Linked DNA regions of Callithrix jacchus: region 1 is linked to region 2. Evidence: chromatin contacts called from public Hi-C data. All regions are on one chromosome and are shown on one strand. The core of a region is the stretch at or near the end of the contact, and the rest is flanking DNA. Distances in the headings are between cores, read along the strand shown.

What was found. A called contact is a pair of places that touch in the nucleus more often than the background predicts.
Region 1: a Hi-C map of skeletal muscle shows a contact between it and region 2, with 3 times the contacts expected there. The contact joins two enhancer-like sites. A contact is called at or near these places in 2 of 3 Hi-C or Micro-C datasets (induced pluripotent stem cells and skeletal muscle).

The regions. Positions count from the first base shown.
Region 1 is chr5:69,465,591-69,470,289 of calJac240_pri, reverse strand. No RefSeq gene overlaps it. Among named protein-coding and RNA genes, the nearest start is that of RAI1, 41 kb to the right of the region's middle. Within about 2 kb of position 2,274, at least 14 of the 16 cell types and tissues checked have an H3K27ac peak or open chromatin away from gene starts, as enhancers often do. A contact at or near this core is called in skeletal muscle, where this site is marked.
Region 2 is chr5:69,337,016-69,341,700 of calJac240_pri, reverse strand. It overlaps SREBF1 (sterol regulatory element binding transcription factor 1), which reads right to left. Exons shown (of 18, transcript XM_078372552.1): 13 at 4,659-4,685; 14 at 4,442-4,574; 15 at 4,158-4,323; 16 at 3,484-3,684; 17 at 3,272-3,383; 18 at 2,014-2,775. The coding sequence ends at 2,546. RAI1 (retinoic acid induced 1) reads left to right here. Exons shown (of 5, transcript XM_035299601.3): 5 at 1-1,429. Among named protein-coding and RNA genes, the nearest start is that of SREBF1, 25 kb to the right of the region's middle. Within about 2 kb of position 2,485, at least 12 of the 16 cell types and tissues checked have an H3K27ac peak or open chromatin away from gene starts, as enhancers often do. A contact at or near this core is called in skeletal muscle, where this site is marked.

The DNA.
Region 1 (4,699 bases), core at 1,025-3,524, 130 kb before region 2:
TTTGAAATCGAAAATGTTTCTCAAACTGTAAAGAGGTGGACACAGGTGAGGGCTAGCGGCGGGGTGAGGGTGGGGGCCTGGCTCGACGCTGGAAGCTCCTGAACGCAGGGCGCTACAGTCCTCCCGTGCCGTGCGGGGATCCCACCGCAGAGGCCCCCTCCCGCAGGCCGACGGGCGGGGGGCGCGCGGACCGCCAGGGGGTGCTGTCGGGGCGCGCACGGCCCACCTGGAGCCCGGGGCCGCGAGCGAGCGCAGCCAGGCCGCCCGGGAACTTTTTTCCTCGCGCTCTCGCTCTCCTTCTCCCCCCGCGCGTCGCCCGCCCGGCCGCTCTTCCTGTGCGGAGGGGATCGCATTTCCCCGCGGCACCCGCGGACACCAGGCAGGCCCGGCCGGTGTGCGGCCAGGGCCGGATCCCCGCGCCGCCCGCTCCCAGCGCTCCTGGGCGCCGCCCCCGCCCGCGGCTGGGCTCCGAGAGGCGAGTGGGAGAGCGAGGGCGGCGAGGGCGAGAGGCGAGCTGAGCAGGCCGCCCCTGCTCGCGACCTGAGCGCCGGCGCGAGGAGGGGGCGCCGCGGCCCACCCTCCTTCCTGCCTGGCCGCGGGCCGGCCGGGCTGCCGCGCCCGGACCCCCCATGGCCACCCAGGCCTCCGGGCCGCGAAGTCGCAGCGCCAGACCCAGGGCCCCCGAGTGAGCGCGGGCGCCGAGGTGAGCAACGAGCGCCCGGGCGCGGGGGGCCCAGTGGACGCTGCCCCGGGGCGGTGGCGGCGCGAGACGTCGGGATCTTGGGCCGGGTAAGGAGCGGAGGCGGATTCAGGGGCCGAGCGCGCGCGCTGGGTTGAGATGTGGGGTCCGCGGGGTCCTTGCTTTGTGTGGTGTGTGGGGGGGTGCTCGAGGTCACCGGATGGACGTCTGGGGAGCTGTAGGGTGGGGGCGCCCTGTGCCGCGGCTGAGGGTCTTCTGGGGATGTGTGCGGAGCTGAGGTCGGGTGGGGGCGCGAGGGACGAGTGTGGCAGGGGCTCTGCGTGCGCCGAGGCGTGGAGTGTTGGAGGAGCGTGGGGTGGGGACGTGGGGAATATTCGCGCGGCGCCGGGGGCCAAGGGGAGCTTTGTGAGTGCGTCCGAAGTGGGGGGCGGGTAGCTGACTTCTCCATGCGTGACCGCGGCCCGGTGTGGCCGTCTAGTGGGAGTCAGGGCCGGCGAGGGCCGTGCGTGGCGAGATGGGGTGCGCGGGCTCTCTGCGGTGTCCCCATCCGGGCAGCGGCGCCCGGGCCTATGCGCAGGCCTTGAGGCCGGGCAGGAAGCGGCCCTCGCGACCTGAGGAGTTCTGTAGCGGCCAGGCCCGGGGCGCACGGGCCCTTCGGGGGTGACGTCACGGGCGGGGGCCCCGGACACGCGAGCCTGGCGCCTCATAGACAGCGGCGCAGCCCGCCGCCTTACTCGAGGCCGGTCCCCCCCCCCCCCACGGCGCCTTGAAGGCAGGGAACCCGGGAGGAGGACATGGGAGCCGAGTGAGGCGGGGACAGGGGGTGGCAGGACGCGAGGGTGACACTTGGAGCCTAGTCGCGCCAGGGGCCTCCGTGGTGGGGCCGAGGGGAAGCGAAACACCAGCCAGGCCCAAGGCCGTCACGGCCCCAGCTTCCTGGGGCGCCCGTTTCCCCGGCGAGCAGTTTCCCTTCCTGGTGCTCTTCGTCGTTCTCCAGTCCACGCAGGGTCCGGAGTGCGGGCTGCAGCGGTGCCCTCCTGCGCGGAGCCGGGGCTGGCAGGGGCGCGGCGGGCCTCGGGCTCTGAATGGATGGGAGCGAGTGTAACAATGCGCCGGTGGGGGCTGGGGGAGGGGAGGCCGCGCGCCTGAATGGCGGAGCCGGCCCCGCGCTGCTCCGTGCGCTGCCCTCCCCTCCCGCGCCGCCTTCCCCGCGGTTTCGGTGGGCCGGGATTCAGGGACCTACGCGGGACCTGCACGGTTCCTCCCACCAATACTGCCCACCCCCCCACACCCCTTCGCTTTATGTCTTTTCCAACGCAGCAGTGTGTTGAAAATTCAAGGGCATTACATCTGGTTGCAATCCAGTTTCATGCCGCTGCCGGGCTGTTAAGATCTAGTACTGACGTCAGAGCAGGGGAATTACTTCTTTTTATTTTATCTTTTTTTAGTTGTCTGCTGCCCTGGGAGGAGAGGCGGGGGTGGGTTAGGCGAGCTCTGATGTGGAGGCGCCAGCGTGATGGGAGCCCCGAGCTGGGGGCTCTGCTTCTCTTCCTGCCACTGCTCCTCTCCATTCTCCAAAACACCTCGCTCTGCTCAAAGTCAGGCCCACCCGAGGTGGGGGACGGCCCTCGCCGCAGGTTGAATGGTGGCTCCTCCAGCTGACCATACAGCTGCCTTTTCAGAGGCTTCTCTGGGACGTGGCCCTCGGTATCTGGAAGCTGGAAAGGAATCTTCTAGTTTCCCACCCCTCCCTCTCTTGACAGGCCAGCCGGTACATTCAGGGCCCAGCAGCAAGGAGAAGTGGCCTTTTGCGTGACATAGAAGTGGACACAGTCATTCTGATCCCAGGGCAGGCTCAGCCCCATAACTCTGGCAAAAGCTCTCAGAAGCAGACGCCTTGGAGAGGAGGAGGAGAATGTATAAAGGCGAGATCCAGGCCCCAGAAGCCAACTGTGGAGTGGGCAGAATAGGACTTCCCAGCAGCCCAGCATTCCTCAGGCTTTGCAGAGATAAATGGAACTCAGGGGTGCTGGAGCTGCCTTTCTCTTCCACTGACCATGGGGTCTTGTAGGCAGAAGCTCTGTCTTACTCCTCTTTATTTTTGAGACAGGGTCTTGCTGTGCGGCCCAGGCTGGAGTGCAGTGGAACGAACATAGCTCACTTCGGCCTCAGCCTCCTGGGCTCAAGCAATCCTCCAGCCTCAGTCTCCACACCCAGCTAATTTTTATTTTTATTTTTTCTAGAAGCAGGGGTCTCGCCACGGTTGCCCTGGCTGGTCCTGAAGTCCTGGGCTCAAACGATCCTCCCTCTTTGGCTCCCAAAGTGCTGAGATGATAGCAGTGAGTCACTGCTCCCAGCTTTACTCCTCTTTACAGTCCCAACCCTGGACCAATGGCTTTGATACTCTTGCCGATGACCTGCAGTAAGAAATAACATCTTAGGCAGCTACACAGGTCATACCCACTGTATCTAACTGAAATAAAAGTTTACTGAAACAACTCCCTTACTATGTCTGCTGGTCTATGATACTTTCTGTTCTAGTGTATTTGGGTTTTTTTTAAATTACTGATTGCTACCCACGAAATTAATTTTGCAATCTACTGATGGGTCATACCCAGCATCTGAAAAAAACAGGCCTAGGAAATTAATTTGCCATCTATTCATTCAACAAATGTTAATTGCAACCCTAATAATTCCTCCCGTTTTAAACTATCAAGTAACACTCAGATACTTGGGTGAAAAATGCAAATAAGCCAGAGATATATGTAGTAAAAGTGAAAGTTCCCTTGGTGCCCTCCCTGCAGGTAACCCCAGTTAACAGTTTGAACGTTGCCTTCCAGACTTTTTGTTACTCACCTTAATGCACACATATATCGCATATACCAGTACGTGCAAAGTTTTATTTTTCCCCAAACGGGGACACCCTGTGGCTTCTCACCAGGCAGCTTCCTTCTTCTCCATTCGTCTCAGAGAGGTTGGTTGTGTGGCGAAGTCCTTCAGGGCACGTTCTGGATTGATTCCTGGCTCCACCACATACTGAACGGGCCATTTACCGCTCTGTGCCTCAGTGTCCCCTTCTTAAAATCAGGAGATTCACAGTACAGACCTCATGGGACTGAAGTGAAGATGTAGGGAGTTAATCCATACGCAGTTTAGCGCAGGGCTTATGCCAATAAATGCTGATTACTGCCGTCATTATTGTATTATTATTGCTATTCTATCTGTGGCAGCCCATGTTTGAAACTCATTGCTTTTAACAGCTGTCTGTGGTCATGGCTTGGGTGTCTGTTTCATCCCCCGTCCAATGTGTGGCTCCACAGGGAGGGAGGAGGTGCACGCAACAGCAACGGTGTGTGCAGAGCAGCATCTCTGTGGAAAGGGCACCTGGGCGCTGGGCCCAAGGGAATGGGGATTTTCCAAGGACCCACTGTTTCTGTGCTAATGCCTCGGTCCAAGCAGGAAACATCCCTGCACTGGCCACAAGCGTTCACAGGCCAGCGGCTGATTGGGACCCAGCTAACAGCTGAGGCCTTGACCAGAGCTGGGGTCTTCCTGGAGGAGGGGGCTTTGAGCAGGTGCTTCAGGCATGGAGAGGTAAGAATGACAGGGGCGTTCCTGGCAAAGGGAACATAGTGGGCAGAACAAGTCTTTGGAGGCTGGCAGGACGTGGCCTGTGTGCTGTGGCCAAGAGGGGAGGACTTGGCTCGGAAAGAATGGTGGCGGAAGAGGCTGGGCTGTTGCCGGGACCTCCTCACTGGCCTCCCTGCCCCCTCCCAGCCACTAGCCAGCAGCACTGTCAGAGTGGTCTTTCTCAATCCAGCAGATAACCTCCAGTGGCTCCTGCTGCCTTCTGAATAAAGGTCCCATCTGTAGTGCTTCCCACGCTGCCCAGGGCCCTTTCTGGTGTCCTCTGCCTGCCCTGCCCTCATTCCGTCCCGTCCCCTCCAGCCACAGCCAGCACCTCCTTGTTAAGGTGCAGCCATGTGCATCCCTGCTTCT
Region 2 (4,685 bases), core at 1,236-3,735:
AGCCGCCGGAGCCCGCCTGCCCGCCCGCCGCCGAAGGAGAGGAGCCGCCTGCGCAGCCCCCGGGCCATTGAGCTGCTCCCAGCGCGGGTCCAGAGCCGATCCTTGATCCGGGTCCCGGATCCTGGATCCGGCTGCTTAGGGCTCAGACTTGCGGCCCGGGTTGGGAGGAAAACCCGTTCCGGAGCTGCCTGCTCCGGGAACCGGACGTCACAGGGCCTTCTTGCCCACCCCAGGGGCCAGGCTTGCAGAGGTGGAGCCCGCCGAGTGGCCAGACTCCCCGGGACGCTCAGCCTCTGGCGGGGATGGGAAACGGCTTTGGTCTGGGGACGGTTTTCCCCTCCGGAATCTCAAGACGACGTGGCACACATTACACGTGGGTGCTGCCTCCACCCAGTCGGTCGTGGCGTGCAGCTGGGAGCCCTGGGCTTGGGGGTGGGGGTCGAAACAGTCCTGGAAGAGGCGGAGGGCGGTTCCTAGCTCTGTGGACGAGGCGGGGGAGAAAGAAAGCCTTTCTGGGAGCCGGCTAGACCGGCGCGGGAGGGGCCGGAGCCTTTGGAACAAACCGTGCGGAACGCGTCCGGGGCCCTTCCCGCACAGCCTTTGCCAGATCTTTCGTGCGGTTCGGGCAAAGCCGGGGTAGTCCTGGGCTATGCTCAGGGGTTGTGAACGCCCCGAATATGGGCGGGACTGGGACACCCTTTGGCCTCTCTGTTCGTCCTCTTTCCAGTCCTCCACCCACCCCTGAAACCCAGTTTGGGAGCGCAGAACGCAAGAAGCGACCAGAACGAATCTCCGGCGGACGCGCGACATTTGTGCATCACCAGGGACCGCCGCGCCCACTCGGCACGGGAGCAGGGACAGCGCTAGATTCGTGTACAAAACCTGTGTACCCCTCTATATATATGTTACATAGAATGTATATATGTTGGGAACATGCTCGCTTCTCCCGTGTGTCGCCGCCGTGCGTCGTGCGCCTGCAACAGAGCCCCAACCGGGCTTTTGCCGGGTGTGGGCTACGGCGATGCCCCTTGCCCACGCAGCCACCACCGGCCCGGGCCAGTCCCTGCCAGTCCGTCCGCCTGTCCGTCTGTGTCCTCAGCTCTGTCCGCGCTTCGATAGGCCTGACGCAGCCCCCAGCTCAGGGCTGCCCTAGCAACTTTCTGTACATATGACTGTAAAATGGTTAACGTGTGTATTATATCTGGCCTCGTTATATAGTGTATATATATGTATACATATACATATATATAATATATATGAAGACTGTAAATGTTAAGACGACTAGTGTTCTTATTAGTATATTGCTTCACACTGAAGATTGTGTGTATCGAGCTGTTTCTAAAAGATGTTTATTTTCCTTAAGAGTAAAAAACAGTCATTGCATTCAGAAAAAAAAAGTCAATAAAGATACAACGATTGTTTTGGAAAATCTGCAGCCAGTGGATTCCGACCAAATTCAGCTGGGAGCCGGGCCAGGCTTTAATTGGGGAATGGGAATGAAGGGAGGGGTTGGGGGCACAAATGGAGTCAGGGAGTCTGCCCTTCACAGAACAGGAAACCTCCCCCGCCACTGTGGCCCCTCTCCAGTGTGGCCTCAGGTTGGGAGGGAGATCGGAAGCTTCTCTGCTATGAAGTGACCAGGGGCCAGGAAGGGGGAAGTGAGACATGGCAGACTTACAGGGAGACCCGAGCTCCTGTCATACAACAGATGGGTTCTGGAGGACAGTCCACCCTCCCACGCCACCCAGGGACCTGACGGGGGCAGAGCGAGGAAGTAAGGCACAGCTGAGCCCATCGAGGCCCGAAGGGTTGACAGAGCCCAAACACGTGCCCTGGAAGCAGGCGACAGGTCAGCTGGAGGCCATACAGCCAGCCCTCCCCACACTAACATCCGAGAGTCCTGTCCCTAGCGGACACGGCGGGGGATGGGAAGCCTTTGTCTAGGTGATGGGGGGAGGGCCCAAGCACTCTCACTGGTCAGCACATCCATCAGCTAAAGAAACAAATCCCAGATCATAAATAATTTCATTTTTAATTATCTGTACAAAACTTCTCAAACTATGAAAATAAAGTTTGCAAAAGGCAGAGTAGCACAGGAGCCTCAGGTCAGGCACGCTACACTATGTACACATCTTCCCACGCGGGAGAGAGGGGCGTCCGGGGCCGAGCCCCACTCGCAGTCCGGGAAAGCCAAGTTGGCTTCCGTCAGCGCAGGGAGGTGTACACCTCTCTTCCCTCTAGACAAGGAAAAAAGCCACTAAGGTGCCTGCAGAGCAAGGAGGGCCCCCTCCCCCGCTAACGGCTCAGCCCCTGCAGTGCCCAGATTGGCCACCAGAGGTCAGCACTGTCATGGCAGCCGCTCTTCGAGTCGTAGTTGCGCCCCTCAGGCCTTCCACGCGGAAGGGACAGTGCAGCCGCGGGTGAACCCTGGAGGCCAGGATCTCTGGCGCTGCCTTCGGCTTTCAGCGCTCCGACGCAGGACAGAAGCCGCACGGAACCCGGGTGGCTGGAGGCAGGGGCGCTGAGGCTGAGAACACCGCGGGGTCTAGCTGTAAGTGACAGTGGTCCCACCACCCAGGCGCATGAGCATCTGCTGACAGTCGTGCAGCAGCCGGCGATCGCCGAGCTTCTCAAGCGTTCGCGCCGCCTCAGCCAGCATGCCAATGCGCTGCCCGGGCGCCGACAGGAAGCCGGGGGGCAGGTAGCAGGAGGCCAGCAGCAAGGCCTCCGCGTGCTCCCGCCGCGTGGGCCGCGGCTCCAGCTCCGTCGCCACGCCTGCGCAAACGGGGATGTCAGGGGTGGGGCTCGAGCTGGCCACGCCCCCGCTGGAGCCCTGCCCACACACAAGCTAAAGCTCTGCCCCCTCCCTGTACCTAGCACACGGAGCTGGCAGGTCCCCTTCTCACCACCCTTGCCTCAGCCCCCACGTAAAGTCCACATACTGATTCATGCACGTGCAGTCCTGTATCACACAAATGACAGTCGCCCCACTGATTTCTCATGAAAGGAACTGTCAGGTAACCATCAAGATGATTTTTTTTTTTTTTTTCAGAAAGGGTCTCCTTCCTGTCGCCCAGGCTCACGGTCACCTCCCACTCCTGGGCTCAATCCGTCCTCCCGCCTCAGCCTCCTAAAGTGCTGGCATTACAGGTGTGAGCCACCACTCCAGGCCTGTCTCATCTGACACACACGCAGTCTCCCTTGACACACCCCATGTGAGCCCTTCCCTGCTAGGCAGACAGCACAGCCCTGGTCAGCAGGTGCTCCTCACCTCCTTTGCCGCCAGGGCCTGCCCGCCGCCTCAGACTGCGGTCCAGGAGCTGGTGTGTTCGTGCGGGGCTGGCCCCCGCCATCAGCCGGGCCGTGGCTTCATGTAGGAACACCTGAGCAAGGGGGACCAGCAGAGTGGAAACTCAGGCTCTTCCCTCTCCACCACTACCTGACTCCTCCCCATCTTGAAGGAGGGGACCAATGGGCACTCACCCTCCGCATGGCAGGCCGGAAGCTCTGTGCCAGCCGCCTCAAGCTGCTCAGGTCCCGCTGGAAACCACGGAGCTCAAGCGCGGAAGCCTGGGGCCCGCTGCTGGCACCCTGGCCTGCTGGGGCCGGGGCCGGGGGCTGCTGCTGGTGCCACAGGCTGGTACGCACCACGAGGAGTAGGTCACACAGGAACAGCTGCACGGCCTGGGGGTGGCAGGCAGGGCAGGGGTCACCAGGGCTCCAGCTCTGGGAGGGGCAGGATGGGGGCCCACGGTGCCAGGGGCCAGCTCCGGGCTGCACTGCCGAGGCACTGCACCCGCCTCACACACATGCAATGCAACAGCAATGCACCACGGGGCCGCCCGCCTCTCTCGGCCCCCACACCCGCCACTGGCCCTGAGCAGCTGTCCAGGCCTCTTGATGCAGGGCCTCCGAAGGGATCCTGCCACATCATCCACCCCCCTCCTCCCAGGGGTGGGGAAACCGAGGCCAGATAGGGGCAACCCCTCTCCCCTCGACAGAAGCCTTAGCCAGAAAACAAGGTCTGCTGGATCCCCAGCTTGCACTTCGAGGGCTAATCCTATGGTCTTCTGGGGCCCCTGGGGGCTGGGGAGAAGGACCAGAGAATGGAAGCCTGAGTCCCCCAGCCCTGCCAGGCCCCTGGCCCCACCCCTCACCTTGTCAAGGGAGCTGCCGGCTGGTGTGGTAGCCAGGCTGTCCTGAAGGTACCCACTGGCCTTCTCACAGATGGTCAGGCTGGCTGGGCCAGACTCTGCCTTGGCACAGCCCAGGAGGGCCCGGGCAGCCTTGAATGAGTGCAGAGCCGCCCTGGGCAGGGGTCTCCTGTTGGGACCAGGGCAGAAGAGTGACAATCAGACCAGGCCACTAGCCCTGGCTGAGTGCCCCGGGGATGGGAAGGCTGGGCCAGGGGCCAGGCAGGAGGACTATGCCCTGCACTCACTCAGACTCCTGCAGCACCCGGGGCAGGTGCTCCACCAGCGGGCACAGCTGCTCAGCCGCCTCCTCGTCCCGCCGCAGCCAGTGGATCACCACGGCTGTCAGAGAGGCCCACCACTTGGCCACCGGGTCTACCCCTGCAGAAGACAGAGGGTCCCCTGAGCCCTCAGCCATGCTGCACCATGACTGAGAAGGGAGCAGGACAGGGGCCGGGTGCTCACCAGTGGTGGTGGCCATGCTGGAACTGA